2 separate regions of the Capra hircus genome follow, and region 2 is linked to region 1. The links are chromatin contacts, called in public Hi-C maps. All regions are on one chromosome and are shown on one strand. The core of a region is the stretch at or near the end of the contact, and the rest is flanking DNA. Distances in the headings are between cores, read along the strand shown.

The links. Hi-C and Micro-C count contacts between places; a contact is called where the count stands out from the background.
Region 2: a Hi-C map of blood shows a contact between it and region 1, with 1.8 times the contacts expected there. The contact joins the promoter of TCHP here to the enhancer-like site in region 1. A contact is called at or near these places in 2 of 5 Hi-C or Micro-C datasets (both in blood).

The regions. Positions count from the first base shown.
Region 1 is chr17:7,689,961-7,695,332 of ARS1.2, reverse strand. TRPV4 (transient receptor potential cation channel subfamily V member 4) reads left to right here. Exons shown (of 16, transcript XM_018061106.1): 3 at 58-230; 4 at 4,933-5,085. Among named protein-coding and RNA genes, the nearest start is that of TRPV4, 23 kb to the left of the region's middle. Within about 2 kb of position 3,997, at least 1 of the 5 cell types and tissues checked has an H3K27ac peak or open chromatin away from gene starts, as enhancers often do.
Region 2 is chr17:7,759,103-7,764,154 of ARS1.2, reverse strand. TCHP (trichoplein keratin filament-binding protein) reads right to left here and starts at 2,855. Exons shown (of 13, transcript XM_018061108.1): 1 at 2,708-2,855; 2 at 1,067-1,260; 3 at 8-218. The coding sequence starts at 1,260.

The sequences.
Region 1 (5,372 bases), core at 2,748-5,247:
ACCATGAGGGTGGGCAGGGGATGAGCCCTCCTATCACCCCGCTTCCTCCCCCTTCAGGAAGCAGCCACAGAGCCCCAAAGCTCCCGCACCCCAGCCGCCTCCTATCCTCAAAGTCTTCAACCGGCCTATCCTCTTTGACATCGTGTCCCGGGGCTCCACCGCTGACCTGGATGGGCTGCTCCCCTTCTTGCTGACCCACAAGAAGCGCCTCACGGATGAGGAGTTCCGGGGTGAGCCACCCAAGAATAGCAGGCGGGCCAGCTGGGGTTTGGGGGATGGCATCGGGGGCCCCCTTTCCCGTCAGTGTCTTCTCTTGGGTCAGTGGGCTGCACTAGCCAGGAGGAGCACTGGACAGGGAGTCTAGTCCTGTGTGTCCTTTCCCATATTACTTAACCTCTCTGGGCCTTGGCTGCCTTTCTTCATTCAGCCTTTGTTTATGGAAAGTGTCACAGGTAAGCAAGGTCACATTATATGCTGTTTCTTTACCATCCGAGCCACCAGGGAAGCCCAGAGTCCACACACCTGGGCTCAGATCCCACCTCTACCACTTAAGGGATCCTTGGCCTCTCTGAGCCTGTTTCCTCATCTGTACCCTGGGGAATAATCACAGCGTAGCCCTGGCCTCTGCGGCCAGAGAATCCCATAGTGCTGAGCACAAGGCAGCCAGGGTCCCAGAAGCCCCTGTCATGTCTGGGGAGCTCTGGAGGGGGTCGCAGGTCATTCCTCTTCTGCTCTCCAGGTCCGAGCCCTGCCCCTGCCCAGTTTTCCGGCTCCCCACTGTAGACTGGAGCCCAGTCACCACTGCCCTGGGACGTAGCCCAGACAGCTCCCTCCAGCCTCGTCCAGGCTCAAACATCCGCCCTAGGGCACTGGCTCTCTCCGCTGCCCCGGCCTCTCTGCACATCAGGGAGGGGAGCCTGTAATCCCTCCACCCAAGTCAGCTACATACTGTGTGCCAGGTACCAGGTGAGCTGTCATTAACTGGCCAAGTGACCCCACAAATCAATATAAAATGTCGAGAATTGTGGCACCTGCCAGGAAGGAGGGCCTGTCTCAGGTGGGCCGGCCACAGTAACAGGGCTGACGAAGCTCCAGGGAGATCAGGTATTTGGAGACTTAAGGTATTTCAAGCAAATTAAGTGCCTAAATAGGCTGACCAGGTCTGCAGTGTATTTTTCACGTATACCTTTACCAGCCAGACTCTCTGAACACCAAAATGATACTCTGCTGTACTGTGTCCATCAGAAGAGAATTACCGGACTTACCAAAAGTGTTCATTCATGGTGCCCGGCCAGGGTGCAGAGAGTATGGCCTTGTTTGGGGCATGAGCTTAGAGTTGTGGGGGGATGGGGTCCCCCTCTCCCCTCAGAAGGTCTCCGTGATGCTGCCGATCTCATTTGGAGATAAACCCCATATAAGCCCTGGCCAAACAGCCCCACCTAGCCCCCCAAGTTCACCAGGCAAAAGTGGGGAGCTTTGGAGTGGAGGGAGCCCCTGTGAAACAGAAATCGTGGTGCTTTGCCTTTGGTGGGCTGAGAAGCACCAGGCTGGACTTGCCAAGACTTCTGGATTTTCCTGAGTTCAGGACTGGGTCTCTGAGTGCAGGCTGAGTTCAGGCAAGTGGGTCTGCGTGAGCCTGGGTGGGGGGCTCTAAGGCCGGCTTGGGGGAGGTTCCTGACATTGTACCGAATAAGGCAGGTGTAGAGGGGGATTTACTGTGAGGCCCACTACTTAGGCTTAGGATCCTCTCTTGCTCTGGCCCCCAATACATCCGTGGACCTAACTTGGAATTTGTAGTTGTGTGTTCATGTTCAGAAACAGGATCCCCAAATTGCATGTCTCAATCTCCTCAAACACTGGCTCCACCCCTGCATGTTTTTCTAGCCAGAGGTTGTGAGCTCATTAGGGGAGTCAGTGACCACCCCTTCAAAAGTTTGACAACCTCCAACAGAACAGTTTATTTAGGGCCCCTGGGTCCAGCCTCCCCAGTGGGCAAAGCCACTTCGCCACCTGGTGGTGGAGTCCTGTGACTGCAACCATGCCCGATTTCTGCCTGAGCCCTGTTCTTGGCTTCGTATCCCAGGACCCAGGTTGGCAGCCCCGTACCCTGCTACAGTCCAAATCAACGGTGTGGTCCCACATCCTACATAAACCACTTGAGCCCTTGTGGTTTGGAATTCCTTGCAGTGCACAGCATGCCCCTTCACGGAATGTGTATTTACTCAACAAGTGGTTATTGGGCCCCTACCAAGTGTCAGGTCCGGTACTGGCCTGGGGCAAAAGATGATGAACAAAGCAGACTTGACCTCAAGTTTCTCTCAGTCTCAGGAGTGAGACTGACATTGATTAAGCAATCACAGAAACAAATAAACAATTACAACCTGTAACTGTGTGTCCACAAAGAAGCTGTGTTGGAGGATTTGACTTGATCAGGAAAATCTGGGAGAGCTTCTGGGAGGAGGTGACACTTGAGCTGAGTCTGAACAAACTAGAGTTAACCAAGTAAAAACAGGCGGGGGGAAGGATTAGAGAGAAGGTTAAAAAAGCGGCATGTGCAAAGGCCCTGTGGCTGACCATAACCAAAGTTGAACTCAGTTGCTATGTGGAAAGTGGATTCAAGGATGTCCAGAGAGGCTGTCCAGGATTCCAGGATGTCCAGAGGAGACCAGGCAGGTGTCCTGGGCATGTGAGAGAGATGCTGGCTGGGCCGGATTGGTGGCAATGGAGGTGGAGAGTGGTGGAGGGCTTGGAGAAACAGGTAAAACTGGTGGGGACTCGCTGGGGGAGAGGGTGTGCACAAGAGGTAGGATGGAGACGAGTAACAGAGGTTTTGGCTGGCTAGGGACATCAGTGTCTAAGAAGGGGACACGTGCAGACCGGGTTGGGGTCTGGGGAACGAAAGATGATGAGGTCAGCATGGAGAGTTGCGACAGTTCTAATTTTCTAATTCCCTGTCAGTTCGGAAACAGGACTGATCCACCTCCAGGCTCGTGAGTCTGAGCAGACTCCCCAGGGGCCTCGGCCAGCATTTGCCGCCCCGCGCCCCGCACCTTATGCAGATGGAAAGGTGAAGGCTGTTATTATTCAGTACATAGTTACCTGCCATCGACACTGGGCTGGGCGCCAGGGATGTAGCAAGAAATAGCCAGAATGAGGTTTGTCTGAGCAACTTCACTCCTGGGGCAGTGGGACTGGAATTCAGGTCTCTCTGCGTCCACGGGTTTTTCCCATTCTCTCCACTGATTCCAGGTATCTAAGGAGAGTCTTGAAAGCATTTCTGGTAGAATAATAACTGCAACAGTATGACTTACTGAGAATCCCTGTCTACCTGGTGCTGGGCTCATCAACAGCTATCTGTTAGCCTATGATTTCCCTTTATAGGCTCAATGTAGTTAGACAGGAAATGGAAGTGGAGAAAAGGTCACACACAAATCAGAAATGGGGAGCAAAGCCTGATGTGAGCTCCAGGGATCCTGGCTCCAGAGCGAGCCCCTCAGCCCACCCCTGCCTCTCCCGCTCCCTGTCCCATTCCTGGGCCCCTTCCTGCATCGGGCTGTGTTGCCCCGTGCCTGGTTAAAAGCCAGTTCTCTTGTCATTGACTCTCTCTTTTAAAGGTATAAATCCACTCACATCACCATAAAAATTAATACGAGGGAAAGAAAATTGCAAAGGGACATTAGTAAGCGTTAGGGGGAGGTGTTAAAGATCCCTCAGTACCAAACAGAGACTGACTTCACGGGAGAGATTTGACAAGGGGCTGACACCTTGCACACTTAGGCTTTTGCTGTTTTTATTGCTGCCTCTGCTGCTGCTGCTAAGTCGCTTCAGTCGTGTCCGACTCTGTGCGACCCCATAGATGGCAGCACACCAGGCTCTCCCGTCCCTGGGATTCTCCAGGCAAAAACACTGGAGTGAGTTGCCATTTCCTTCTCCAATGCATGAAAGTGAAAGTGAAGTGGGTCAGTCGTGTCCGACTGGTAGCGACCCCATGGACTGCAGCCTACCAGGCTCCTCTGTCCATGGGATTTTCCAGGCAAAAGTACTGGAGCGGGTTGCCATTGCTGCCTCTGCAGGAGCCCCCAAATCCTCTAAGATAGTTTCCTGTCTATTATGGCTCACAGCCCCCACCTCGGGAAACGCTGCACTCCCTCTGCTCCCCTCTAGGGGCGCTACTGCACCCGCTTCATGGGTAAAGGATCTGTGTTCAAGCAAAGGCTGCCTCGTGGGTCTGTGACTGAGCGACCTCACTTTCACTTTTCATTTTCATGCATTGGAGAAGGAAATGGCAACCCACTCCAGTGTTCTTGCCTGGAGAATCCCAGGGACGGGGGAGCCTGGTGGGCCGCCATCTATGGGGTCACACAGAGTCGGACATGACTGAAGCAACTTAGCAGCAGCAGCAGCAGCAGCAGCAGTCCTCATGAGCAGATTAAAGGCTCTGAGAAGTCCTGTAGTGAAGACATGGTGGCGATTGGCTTTGATTAACTCAGCATTCCCCCTTTTTATCTGATTTTTTAAAAGTCCCTCCAGGAACTTCCTGGTGGTCCAGTGGTTAAGACTTTGCCTTCCAAAGAAGGGGGCCTGGGTTTAATCCTTGGTCAGGAAACTAGATCCTGCTTGCTGCAGATAAACCAATGCAGACAAATAAATATATTAATATATATTTTTTAAAAAGTCCTTCCAAATATGCTTTGGTAAGTACCATCTCTCTATAGGCTGCAGCGTTCCATGTTTTAAAGAACTTCTGCTCCTCTGAGTTTTCTTTGGCCTTCTCAGTACCCTGGGGTGGGGTCAGGGAGCAGATAGGGGCCAGGCTCAGAAAGGAGAACACGGCCAGGACCTCTGGCTCCCTGCCCAGTGCCCTATCCCCTGCTGCCCAGCAGTTTGGGCCTCGGGCCGAGCACTCCTCTTGTTGCACGTGTCTCCCCGCAGAGCCGTCCACCGGGAAGACCTGCCTGCCCAAGGCCCTGCTGAATCTGAGCAATGGCCGCAACGACACCATCCCCGTGCTCCTGGACATCGCCGAGCGCACGGGCAACATGCGGGAATTCATCAACTCGCCCTTCCGAGACATCTACTACCGAGGTGGGGCCCCGGGCTGGGTGGGAGGGGGGCTCCCTCTTCACTTGTCCAACCGCTCCCCACCCCCAGCAACACCTCATTTCAGCCTGGGCCGCGAGGACCAGCATGTCCTGGAACCAACTGTGGAATGAATGAGGAACGGACTGAAGAACAACAATAACTACCCCTTCCGACTTTTAAATTCTGGGTTTCAGAATTGAAGGTTCCGAGGTTCTCACGTGCAATGAGCCAAAGGTGCTGTGAACCTGGAAACCCGGACCCAAGATGCTCTGGTTTTGGAGACTCTGAGG
Region 2 (5,052 bases), core at 1,606-4,105, 70 kb before region 1:
GAGTTACCAGCTTCCTTTGCTCCTCTCGGGCCGCCTTCAGGTTCCCGTGCTGCTCCCGGATTCTCCCTTCCCTCAGGTTCATGCTCAGCCTCAGCTCCTCCAGTTGCCTGGCCAGCAAGTCCTGCTCCTCCACCAGAAGCTGCCTGAGTCTCTGCCGTCGGGCCTCCAAACGCTTCCTGCCCTCCTCCTTCATCTTCTCCCGCTGGTAAGCATGCATGCTGGGCGAGAGGGGCCACCATCAGCCTGGGTGCTTCCAGCTGCACAGGGGCTACATGGCTGGCTGTGTGGGTGACAGGCTGAGACACATGGAACATGGTGACCTGGGAAGGCGTCCTCCAGCCAAAGTGAACAGGCCAGGTAATAGAACCACTATGCATAATAGAATCTTGTTCTTGCAAGGAAATGTACAAGAGGCGTATATATGCACATGCTAATATTATCTGAGTAGTTACCGTGTACTACATAACCTGGATGGTTTTTATAGTAGTCATGACATAAATCCTATAAATTAGGTTCTGTTTTAGCCCCACTTCACTGATGAGGAAACTGAGGCTCATTCATACAGCAAGTGACACAGTCAGAATTGCTATCTAGGTCTGTCCGACTCCAAAGCCCATAGTCAGAATTGCTATCTAGGTCTGTGTGACTTCAAAGCCCATGCTTTTAATTTCCGTGTTTTCGTATGTATCTCTCTCTATAAAAATGGGTGTATGCTTGTATCTATATTTACACACAAACACAGATGAAGAAGTGTACGGGAGGTTACGGACCAGACAGTTCACAGTGGTTCTCTCCTGGGGAAATGGGGCTACCAGGGGACTTCCGGATTCTACATACACGTCTTATCATCTTATCTTTTTCAGTCAAATGTGTTACTTCACTGCTGACCTTTTTTTCAGTTTCCAGTTGGAAAGACATCACCATGCGAGTATCCACGGAAATCGTCACATTTCCACGCGAGTATCCACGCCGGCCAGCCACCCTCCCCCAGGTCCTTGAGTCAGTCACATCTCCCGGCAGTAGGTGGCCCTCCAGCCCTAAGGGGAGGTGCTCACCGCACAGTTACCTCCGCTGGTAGGAGGCCCTGGAGCTCCACTCTGCCTGTTTGGAGCTGCGGATGTCGGACATCTGGAAGTAGCGGCTGTTCTGGTCCCACTGCTGCCGAAGATGCACCTCCTGCTCCTGGCGGCGCTGTCGGGCGGCCTGCTGATCTGGGAGCCTCCGGCTGCACCAGGAGGAGGGCAGCGTGGGGAGTGCCATCTGAGGAGAACAGCGGCGCTAAGAACAGGAGCCTGCTGCAGCCCCTCACCCCTTTGAGGCCCGGTCCTCACCCTGGTCTGCACACTGGAATCACCTGGTAGAGCCTGGGCCCCAAGGCAGACCAATTAAGTCAAAAAAAAATCTCAGTGCAGGCTCCCAGGCATCAGCATTTTAAAAATGACTTGCTATCAGGACCCCAAATCATCTAGCTGAAGAAGCCTGGACTGCACCCAGCTGTGAGCCTGACATCAGTGAGGGCAGTGCAGAGACAGGGAGCCAATGCTGACGACACTGGACTGGCACACGGGGGGTTTCTGTGCTCTGCCTAAGGTAACAGAGAGGATAACTGCAGGCATGCGGATGTGGGCCAAGCCCTTGACTTATATGACCTTTTTCATTGTTACCAGCGCCCTGCTTTTTTTGGCAGCTGAGGAAACTGAAGTTCAAAGAGGTAAAATGACTTGCTGAAGATCACAAAGCCAGGAAGCAGAGGAAATTTAAACAGGAGCTGGGAGCCTAATTCATGTTAGCCTGGGATGAGGGCCCAAGCTCTGTAGACTGCAAGATGGTACTTGTTGGGACCAACATGCCCTGGCTGTGAAGTGAAATGAAAGTGGCTTGCTGAAATCAAAGTCCTGTCCCACTCTTTGCAACCCCATGGACTGTAGCCCACGAGGCTCCTCTGTCCATAGTATTCTCCAGGCAAGGATATTGGAGTGGGTTGCTATCTCCAGGTGTCACACCTGGTAATGTTCTGGATGAGCATGGAGGGAGATCCCTCCTTGTTACAGATGGAGAAACTACCACCCAGAGGGAAGAATCAATTTGCACGGGTCAAGGGGGCGATCTGGGGACACGGCCGGAGACTCGAAAGCAGAACCAGTCTCTTCGGACACCTCCCCCCAACCACTCCCGGTCCAAAAGTTGCCCCAGGTGCAGGGTCTACACAGTGCCTGGCTGTGACAGTGCTCAAGGAGCTTCTGGCAAATAAACAAACTCAGAGTCCTCCGAACCGGGAGGAAAATGATCTGCGTCTGAGTCAAGCTTAGCCTGAGACTGCCAGGTCAGATCTGTCTTCAGACTGTGGCAGGCCTGACAGACATTTTTCTTTGCCCCATAGGCCGCCTGCGGATAAATCTTTGCACGAGGATTGAGGAAAGTGAAGATTCCGGCCCCAGATGAACCATCAACAACAAGCTGGGAGGCTCTCTGAACAAGTCGCATCCCTCTCTCAGCCACATACAACAAAAGAGATTATAGAGGAAAGGGTCGGACCCAGGCCGCGCGGGGAGCCGAGTGAGGACTGGAAGCCGAAGCCCCGGGCGCCCCGCGATCGCGTCCCGGGACGGCGGGCGCGCTTCCCGCCAGCGCGGAGCCGACTGCGGCAGAGCTCTGAGGGTCTAGACCCCAACGCCGGCCCCCGACCGAGCCCAAACCCCCGACTCACGTTTCTCTGCGCGCCGGAGTTTCCCAAGACTGCCCCGGCCCAAGGTCCCGCAAGCCCCAAATAATCCCTGCCCGGGCCACGGCGACCCTCTCGGACAGCGCAGCACTTACGCCGGCCGTTTCCCCGCTCGTTGCCGAGGCAACGGGCCGGCGATGGAGCGCCGCGAGGGCCAAGCCTCCTGCAGCGCGATTACTCGGCGCGCAAAGCAAGAAAAGAAGTCTGTGTTTTTCTCCGGTGCCCCCTCGTGGTGGGCGGGAGCTCAATCGCAGACATCGCTTGTCTAAGGAAAAGAATCCATTCACTACACCAAATTCAGGATGATGGCTACCTGAGGGAGGCAGGTGAGCGTCGGGGAAAATCAGAGGGATATAATAGGGAAGGGAATTATAAGCCAGTCACCCTCAAACCTGGCTGCACAAGAGAATCACCTGGAGAGCTCTGAAAAATCCAGATGTCCAAACCGGACTCCAGACAAACCCCATCGAGCACTCTGTGGTTGTCTAAGCCCCTCAGGTGTGTTCAAGGTGCAGCCAGCTCGAAGAACCGCTGATATAAGTAGGTTCGAGCTATTGGCAACTTTCTATTGTTTTAGGATGGTGGTGGGTTCAAGGGTGTTCCTTCTGTTGGTATGTTTTATAACTCACATGCTACGTGTATCATTCTATGTACCAACTATTCTCTTAAGAAATGAAATTAAAAGATTGGAAATTCCCCGGCAGTCCAATGGTTAAGACACCCCACTGTCACTGCCGAGAGCCTGGGTTCAATCCCTGATTGGGGAGCTAAGATCCCACAAGCTCTGCAGTGTGACAAAAATAAATGAAAAGCAAAAGTATTAACTCTTTTATTCAGGCTCTTTTCATTTTCCCATTTTTGTCTTCATTTATTCTTTCCTTCACCCTTTCCTCCTTTTTTTTTTAAAATTTTATTTATTTAGCTGCCTGGGGTCTTAGTCGCGGGCACTCCCATTTTCTAGTTGTAGCTTGTAGGGTTAGGTGCTCTGCCACATGTGGGAACCTAGTTCCCCAACCAGGGATCAAACTTGGGTCCTCTGCATTGCAAGCTGGACTCTTAACCACCAGACCACCAAGGAAGGTCCCCCCCCACCCCCCGCCGGCTTCCGGCTTTTATTCACTTCTGTTTTCCCTGGATGCAGTATAAAGTCTGGTTGAACAGAGTGACCTCTGTTGCAGCCTCCACCACAACAGTCGTATGGTCTGGACAGGTCACTTCGTCACTCTGAGCCTCCGTGTCCTCATCCGTGAAATAAGAATGTTCAAGTAATTGAAAAAGGAGCCCATTAGACTGGGAAGGCTGTGACACCTCCGTAGCCGATGCAGGTCAACCTAAACCTAGGCCAGAGCCAATGCACCCAAATTGGAGAAAATGAAACTTAGCACTCACAAACAGCCAACTGGGCTTTTCCAAACAAGGCAACCTCTTAAGTTACAGCCAATCAAACGACTTCCTTGCTTTCACATCTTCTTTCTAAAAACCTCTCTTCTAGATCCTGCCGGTAGAGTGTTCTGAACACCTTTCCTTTGCCTGATTCCGATCAGCAAGTCTTGAAAGTTTTACTGTGCCTCAGGTTAGCTTTAAATAAGAATACCGACAGGGCTGCTTTCTACAGTTGCCCTTATGAGAGGAAATGAAAGTTTAAATGGAGCGGCCTCGGGAGCAGAGCGCCTGGTGCATCTCAGGAGAGCATGCGCTCGCATACCTCCCCCTTTTTTTTTCCTAGTTTTTTGGCAGCATGCAGGACATGCAGGATCTGAGTTCCCTGACAAGGGATTGCACTGCGCCCCTCTGTAGTGGAAGCACGGAGTCTTTACCGCTGGACCACCAGGGAAGTCCCTCTCACATCTCCCTCAGAACCTGCCCTGCCCTGTGCGTGAGATCCCCTGGAGTTAGCCTGGGATTGGTCCCAACCCCTTGGGCCAAGCTCACGGCCAGTCACCCATCCTGTGTCCACAGCGGAGAAGGGAAGCAGCCACCCACTCTCCTCAGCCCAGCCAGAGCCGCCCACATGGCAAAAGAGCCTGATTAATAAATAGTTGTTGATAGGCCTTCTTGAGTGTGATAGGAACTTCAGAAATGCGTGAATTGTGCTGTGGGAGACGAGCCTTCAGGTCCTGGTTTTGCAGCTCTTGGCAAGGGCCTTCCACTCTCTGGGCCTTAGTTGCCTCATCTGTATAATGGCCTTAAAGGACCAAACAAGCTCAACTGCTGGGATCAAGGGCCTAGGGCTTGACTGACCTTGTCCTGGAAGCCTGAGGCCCCAGGCCATACCCTCTGGCCTATCTTCTGAGACAGGAATGCAGCTTGTAGGTTGTGGAATTTGCCCG